Regions from separate parts of the Triticum aestivum genome. Here region 1 is linked to region 2. Evidence: chromatin contacts called from public Hi-C data. All regions are on one chromosome and are shown on one strand. Each heading gives the region's core, a stretch centred on a gene start, on an enhancer-like site or on the middle of the called end of the contact. The rest is flanking DNA. Distances are from core to core; before and after follow the strand shown. Region 1 holds the start of LOC123078109 (pre-mRNA-splicing factor SPF27 homolog). Region 2 holds the start of LOC123078107 (phosphatidylinositol transfer protein 3).

Region 1 (4,079 bases), core at 906-3,405, 680 kb after region 2:
TCATAAAAATTCGAGTTTTTAAAAAATATTTAGAATTTTAAAATATATTTCGTTTTAAAAAATGTTCAGAACATTAAATCTTTATTCTCATTCCAAAATAGTCGCCAATTCGCACATTACGCCCAAGCTGGGCTGAACTGTTTTCTTTTTTGTTCTGTGTTATGTTTCTATTTTTCTTTTTTCTTTTCTTTCTATTTTTCTTTTCATAAATTCAAAATTTTCAAAAAAGTTCATAATATCAGAAAAATTAAATGTTTTACAAAATTTCAGAATTTTCAAATATATCCAGTTTCAAAAATGTTCTGAAAATTAAATCTTTATTTTCATTCCAAAATTGGTTCAGATTTTTAAAAAAGTTCCATTTTTTCTTTGTGATTTCCAAAGTTGTTCGAGATTTTCCACAAAAATTGCATTTTAAAAATGTTCCAAATACAAAAAAAAATTCGAAATGTCTGCATTGCCAAGTTTAAAGAAACACATTTTAAAAAATTATTTTGAATGTTCAAAATATGTTTCCTTTTTAAAAAATCATGAATTATTAATTTTTCAAGTTATTATAAAAGGTCATGTTTTCAAATAAAATTCCGAATTTTGACTGTTTCAAATTTTGTTTTGTATTTTTAAAAATGTAAATAATTTCAAAAAAATGTTTGGGATTTTCAAAATTATTCATGTTTCCAAGAATATTCAGCAATTTATATTTTAGAAAAAATAAAAAACAAAAATTGTTTCCAATCTGACATTGGAGTATGATCTTAAATGTTTGAGCTGGCCATTGGTTGGTTGGACTTGTCTCTTCGAGTGGCTAGCAACACGTAGGCAGGTCTTTGAGGGCATGATTTCGATCCTTCAACTTATCATTTTTTGGATTTTTTATGCCTTACAAACACAAGTCGTCTTGGAGCCTACTAGTGTGCTGGTCCATACACGAACTGATGTGCGTCCCACGTGCTATTTTACGCAACTAGCGTCATATAGTAGCCCCCATGTAGTTGGCCCAAGAAAAAAAATTGCTCCATCGCACAGGCAGTATTGGGCCTTAGGCGCACTCCCCTACTAGGTCGCCCGACGGAGCAATTTTTTTCTTGGGCCAATAAAAGATAATATTTTGGTTTGGCTCGAATAAAAAAATTGTGGGCACGTGAGCGTTAAAATAATAAAAGAGAATAAACTCTAATAAAGAAGGGACATTGATGTCTGATTATGCACTATGAAACGGGATTTATGAGCTAGAATTAGTAATCCATCCGGTTATGCCATCGTAAGAGAGAGTGGTCGAAACAACCATGCCTCGAAGGTCGCCGCATAGCTACCAAATGAGGAGGCAGAAAAAACCCCGAGACAAAGGCGGGCCCGGAGGAAAAAAAAGGCACGAGTTGGATGGTTGCTGCCACGCCGACTAACCCAACACTATCAAGATCTCGCGGGACAAACATGACCCGTGAGAAGACCACAACTCCTCTCTCTGTCGCACCGCTATGGAGATCGTTTTTATGGACACATCAATTATCTCTCCCATTGCTTCTCGCAAAGAAATATCTCTCCCGCTGCAACGCATGGGCATATGTGCTAGTAGTCTCCTATGTGGGCTGGCACAGGTAGATTTTTCCCCACCGTCTTGAGAGCCTTCTAGAAGGTTGGTTTTTCCAGGGTAGTTTTTGTTTGTGTTTATTTTTTCTATGTTTTTCCGCTAAGTTTTGCTCTGTCTTTGGTTTTTGTGTTTTTATTTTTATCACATTCACTTTTTTAAAATCATGATATTTTAAAAAATTATAAACTATTAAAACATGAACATTTTTTTAAAATCTTTTTTCTGCGAGAATTTTCTTTTAATCTAAGCTCGTTTATTCCTTATTTTTTTAATTGTTTGGATTGCTTACCACATGTGTCATGTGGTCGTTTATCCCTTACTATTTTTTTAGTGGAGTTTATCCCTTACTAGTTGAGAAGCGAAAAAAAATATGAAAGAGCTGCTTAAGAGGCTGGGGGGTTTTTTTTTGAGAAGGGCTTAAGAGGCTGGGTGGAACGGCTTTATGGAAAAGCCGCCCAAAGAACTGGGCCTTAAACGCCGCCGAGTGGTACCCACGAACGCGCGTCTCTCTGCTCGCTCTCGGTTGAAAACATTTAATGACCTACGTAGCCCAAAACGCAAAGCGGCCCATGCGCGTTGAGCTTCTTCCTCCAGCCCCATTGATCCCCGGCGCGACGCCCTAACCTACACCGCGCCCGCTCCCTCTCTCTCTGGCTCGCGGCTACCTGCTCACGCGCGGCCGCCGTGATGGCCTCGTCGGCGACGAGGGAGGTGCTTATGCTGGAGGCGCCACCGTCCGAGGCTGCGGGTGTGCCTTGGCGCCCGCCTCCGGACGCTGAGACGGTGGACGCGCTGCCCTACATCGACGGGGACTACGGCGACCCTGCGGTGAAGCGCGAGGTTGACCGCCTCGTCGAGGAGGAGATGCGCCGGGCTCACCGCAAGCCCGCCGACTTCCTCCGTGACTTGCCCCCCGTTCCCATCATTGGATTCGAGGTGGGTTCTTGCGCCCTCTATTGTTTTTAGGACGCTGATCCAACGCTTAGCGGTCTGAGGAGACAATTAGGGCCAAGCCGCCGAAGATTTATACTTGTATACTGCTTAGAAGGATTGCACTGAGGTTTTATTTCTTTTTTATTTTAGCTTTTGGAGTTTCGACATAGTTAGGCTGTGTTCGGTAGCCCTCCACTCCTCCACTCGGGAGCGGAGCGGGTGGAGTACCGTATTAGCAGCTCCTCAAATTAACACTGCATGTTGCTCCGCTCCGGAGCGGAGTTGGAGAGCAGGAGGGAGTCCGAACAGGCCTTTAATGTTTAGGTTGTTTACAAATTATTCCAGCATCATCACGACTTTAGCTGGGAAATAGCTCTTTCGAGGACTATATATGCAATTGGGAGCTGTAGGCTAAGAGGTTGCCATATGCAATTGGGAGCTGTAGGCTAAGAGGTTACCATATGCAATTGGGAGTTGTAGGCTAGTACGTTGTCATATGCAATTGGGAGCTGTAGGCTGATAGGTTGTCATATGGAATTGGGAGTCGTAGGTAGAACTGGTCTGAAATAAATTTTCCCTGTCGGATGCGTACTCGGGGAACAACGTTGCAGAATACCACACTCAGTTACCCAGAAGAAAGGACTCAACTATGTTGGTTCAGTCTTATATGGTTGGTGTATGCTTAAGGATATCTTACGTTCTCAATTTTTCATTCAACCAATCACTCTGTGCTATTGCTATAAACCTGTATCAGACAATTTAGTTGAAAAGTACTACGAATTTGATTTCAAGAGCAAATTACCGCTGGATGTTTTCCCTATCAACAGTGAATAGCTGTTTTGATGGGATCAACGTTGAACCATTTAAGATGAAATATGCACCTTTTGCTGTTGAACATTAAAGAACACTATGAATTCTAATTGATTTGTGTAAAAAAATGAAGTAATTTTGCTGTATTGTCTGATGAAGATTGCTGTTGAATTTTCGGACCCTAGTGTAGGCTGTCACGTTGTTTAGCTACGAAGTTCATTCCTTTCATATTGTAATGGCTGGAGAAAGGCTGAACCTGCTTAAAATATTATTGTTTTTCGTTGTCGCATACTTCCACTAAGCTGGAAGCATGCACTTATTGTCCTCGGTATTATATAAATTAGTATTTTGTATTGTAAGTAGGTGCAAACCATTTCAAAATCTGGTACATTAGTTCATCCCTTCTGCTGTATGCATCAAGCTAAAATTACAAGCAATCTGCACCAAGATTAACACACTATTTTAGACATTCAATTGTATGACTAGAGGTGGTAAATTTTAGTGCTTGGAGCATACACTGAGCAATTTTCTTACAGAAAAACCTCACACGTAGCTGAACGATAGCTAGATTGAAAAGACATTCTCACTTTGAATTGCAGAGTTCTTACTATCTAAAATAGATGTTATATTAGCTCCATGCACATAGAACATGGGGAGTTTGTACCATGTTTTTAGAAAGTTTCTCCTCTGTCAGTCATGTGCCACACTCTCTAATGCCACTGCCGGTAAGCAACTAAAACACAAA
Region 2 (4,121 bases), core at 763-3,262:
CTGGCCTCAGAACAAGAACAGTTCTTCCAAGTGTGTCCTTGTAGTCAGCCCTATATATCTTTCCAGTCTCTGCTTCATGTGCAATTTCTTCCTGGATATTGAAAGGATGAAAAGCTTATATTACCTTGAAAACCAGGAAATACAAGTAACTTCTGAAGTATCAAGAACAATCTTCTTTTGCACTATAATGTTTTCAGCCAACAGTTCATTAATACCCATATCATTCAATCAGCACAGTGGTGTGTTACTGTCACTGACAAAGCTTATTCCTCCTACACTAAACTTACTCTGCATGCTTCTCGAGTACAACCTGCTCTTCCAACTTCTCGTCGATGTCTTAATTACACTGCTCTTTTGTTTTGCCAATAAACGCATGAATCTACAATCGAACATGAACATAAGAATTGGTTAAACCAGACGTACCCAGGAAATCATTTCTGGCTTGTATGCTGCCCGCCACTTCACAGCTGATTTCAGCATTTTACTCGATTTCTGCACATTCCAGTTTCTAGCTCGAAGGAATCTCAGTATCGAGGCATCCGAAAGGAAACCCTGTATTGCTAGTGACGAGGGTTCTTCAAGTTGCTTTCGTACCTCATTTATCTGCTTGGTAAATAGAACAGCCAAATGGCCTTAAGATTAAGTACTTCAGTTGAGACAAATAGAGCTCTAAAGTTGAAGAGTGGCATCTTACTTTCTCTTGCTGTTCTTCCAAGGTCAAGGTTTTCTCCGTTGTACCACCATTGCTTGACTTCCATAGAAATGACATTTTGCCAACTAAAGGGGGACGACTCTATCAGATATGTAACTGAAACACCTGCAAAAAATATTATCGCACGGATGAATGCGCATAAATTATCTCCATCTTCGTATGGGAAGAAAAACTGGCGAAGGAACAGAATGACAACTCAGTAAGCCAGTGTGATGGAAGGAGTGTGACATAACTAAAAATTCAGGTAACAACGTAGTACAAAACTAACAAAATTTGGTTTGTAGCTAGAACAAAAAAAAACTAAGAAATTCATAATAAAAAAACGCACAGCTCCAAGAGCCGCTGAAAAAAGAGAGGAAATTAACAGGATGAGCCACAAACCATGGGAACCTCTGAAATGGGAGGAACCTCTTTTTTTTGCGAAAGGAAATGGGAGGAGAGGAACCTATAAGCACAAGGCACTAATTCCACTGTAGCGTCGGTTATAATACTGGTGCCTGATGGAACACCTTACGATCAAGACGCGATAACGCTGTGGAATATTTATATACGCTTCAGCTGTCCCTTTCTCCCCGTAGAACTGGATCTACTGATGCCACACACAGCTGTCGGTGGGCTGAAGAACAAACAGGTCGAGATCAAGTCCAGGCTAAAAACTACCTGCGGTTCCTACCTTCCAGGAGCGTAACCAGCGAAAAAATCGGTAGAATTCCAGGAGGAGCAGATCGAAATCTACCAAATTTCCTCACATCCAATCGTCCAAAACAACACCAGACAAGCGCCGACGAGGGATCTAGAACCCCAGAAATCTACAATCGAACCGGCCTCTATAAAAAACCAAAGAGCACACAGCAACAGTTCACGCGTCTGCCTGAACCATTCAAACAGGAGGAACCGGGATGGCAGGCGGCGGCCACGCACCTCGGGAATCGGGATCCCGCTTCTCGGCGCCGGCGAGGACGGGCGACACCACACGCCGAGATCGGTCGCCAGGCACCGCAAGTTCTCGGAAGGATCCCCCGTGAGGAGCAGCCGTGGAGGAAATGTGGAGCAGCTGAGAGGGCCGAGCGGTAGTGGCCTAGTGGGGTAGCCGGAGGAGGGATAAAGCGGGGCGGTGGAGGGGAGGGAGAAGAGTCCTTCGCGGCGTACGCGTGGCGTGCGAGACCGGGCGGGCGGAGGGGCGGAAAGTCGCCTCGCCACCGTGCGGTAGGAGCACCAGCCAGGCGTTGGCGCGTCAGCCGTCAGGTGTCTGCCGCAGCGGCCGTGGAGGCGCCGCGCGTCGGTTTCACTAGGAGGTGCTCGGCAGGGGATGCTCCTCCAGATTTTTCTTATAGCGAAGGAAGGATTTGCAAGGTATAAAAGTCCAAAAAGAAAGTCAAATAATATTTCTCTTTTCTTTAACACACTGCATACTCGGATGCTCACATACGCACATATACTCATCCTATGAAAGCATGCTCGCACACCTATCCTATAAGGATTCGCTTGATGTTTCTTTCGCAAAGTATCTGTAATATGCCTATCATCTGAAAAAGAAGCATTAAAGAGAGGGATTTTAAAGACCCGTGTAATATTTCTTTTCAAGGATACATTAAAGAGAGAGATCAATATCATAGAAGAAAAGTCAAGCAACTCATACAATGCATTTTGGCATGCACAACACCACGATTACAACAACAAAATAACTCGCCTAGTCAAACCCCAAGCCAGGTATGGTGAGGAGGCAAGACTCGGAGCTCAAAACCACATGGCCCCTTTGGTAAGCAACTTAAAAACAAACAAGACTCGAAGCTTAAAGACTGCATCACGACCAAAACAGAATACCTTGAAAGCACGCCTTGACTTCAGCCAGGCTGGGTCAACGCGTCATCCATCCTTAGCGCTTAGAAGTCGACGAGTGAACAGTAGAAATCAGTCAGACTCGGAGAAGATGTCATCCAAGAGATACTAACAACGGAGTAATTGCACCGTGAAAATCTATAACCATAGACACATTGCCGAAATCCTTCTCGTAGATACCAATGCGACCACCACCTCCGGCTTCAACCCTGGTAGCTACCATGGGCACCCAGGCATCACCTTCAAGGTGGGGACGGCACTGCTGTTGGAAATATGCCCTAGAGGCAATAATAAATGATTATTATTATATTTCTTTGTTCATGGTAATTGTCTATTGTTCATGCTATAATTGTATTGTCCGGAAATCGTAATACATGTGTGAATACATAGACCACAACGTGTCCCTAGCAAGCCTCTAGTTGACTAGCTCGTTGATCAACAGATAGTCATGGTTTCCTGACTATGGACATTGGATGTCATTGATAACGGGATCACATCATTAGGAGAATGATGTGATGGACAAGACCCAATCCTAAGCATAGCATAAAAGATCGTGTAGTTTCGTTTGCTAGAGCTTTTCCAATGTCAAGTATCTTTTCCTTAGACCATGAGATCGTGCAACTCCCGGATACCGTAGGAGTGCTTTGGGTGTGCCAAACGTCACAACGTAACTGGGTGACTATAAAGGTGCACTACGGGTATCTCCGAAAGTGTCTGTTGGGTTGGCACGGATCGAGACTGGGATTTGTCACTCCGTGTGACGGAGAGGTATCTCTGGGCCCACTCGGTAATGCATCATCATAATGAGCTCAATGTGACTAAGGCGTTAGTCACGTGATCATGCATTGCGGTACGAGTAAAGAGACTTGCCGGTAACGAGATTGAACAAGGTATTGGGATACTGACGATCGAATCTCGGGCAAGTAACATACCGATTGACAAAGGGAATTGCATACGGGATTGATTGAATCCTCGACACCGTGGTTCATCCGATGAGATCATCGTGGAACATGTGGGAGCCAACATGGGTATCCAGATCCCGCTGTTGGTTATTGACCGGAGAGGCGTCTCAGTCATGTCTGCATGTCTCCCGAACCCGTAGGGTCTACACACTTAAGGTTCGGTGACGCTAGGGTTGTAGAGATATGTGTATGCGGAAACCCGAAAGTTGTTCGGAGTCTCGGATGAGATCCCGGACGTCACAAGAGGTTCCGGAATGGTCCGGAGGTGAAGAATTATATATAGGAAGTCAAGTTTCGGCCACCGGGAAAGTTTCGGGGGTTACCGGTATTGTACCGGGACCACCGGAAGGGTCCCGGGGGTCCACCGGGTGGGGCCACCTATCCCGGAGGGCCCCGTGGGCTGAAAGTGGAAGGGAACCAACCCTTAGTGGGCTGGGGCGCCCCCTTGGGCCTCCCCCCATGCGCCTAGGGTTGGGAACCCTAGGGTGGGGGGGCTTCCCCCTTGCCTTGGGGGGCAAGGCAACCCCTTCCCCCCCTTTGGCCGCCGCCCCCCACCCTAGATGGGATCTGGCCGGCGCCCCCCTCCCAGGGGGCCTATATAAAGGGGG

Evidence for each region. Hi-C and Micro-C count contacts between places; a contact is called where the count stands out from the background.
Region 1: a contact with region 2 is called in a Hi-C map of leaf, with 5 times the contacts expected there. The contact joins the promoter of LOC123078109 here to the promoter of LOC123078107 in region 2. A contact is called at or near these places in 2 of 5 Hi-C or Micro-C datasets (both in leaf).

What each region holds. Positions count from the first base shown.
Region 1 is chr3D:172,580,798-172,584,876 of IWGSC CS RefSeq v2.1, forward strand. LOC123078109 (pre-mRNA-splicing factor SPF27 homolog) reads left to right here and starts at 2,156. Exons shown (of 7, transcript XM_044500510.1): 1 at 2,156-2,527. The coding sequence starts at 2,279.
Region 2 is chr3D:171,901,096-171,905,216 of IWGSC CS RefSeq v2.1, forward strand. LOC123078107 (phosphatidylinositol transfer protein 3) reads right to left here and starts at 2,013. Exons shown (of 6, transcript XM_044500506.1): 1 at 1,634-2,013; 2 at 695-817; 3 at 424-606; 4 at 1-91. The coding sequence starts at 769.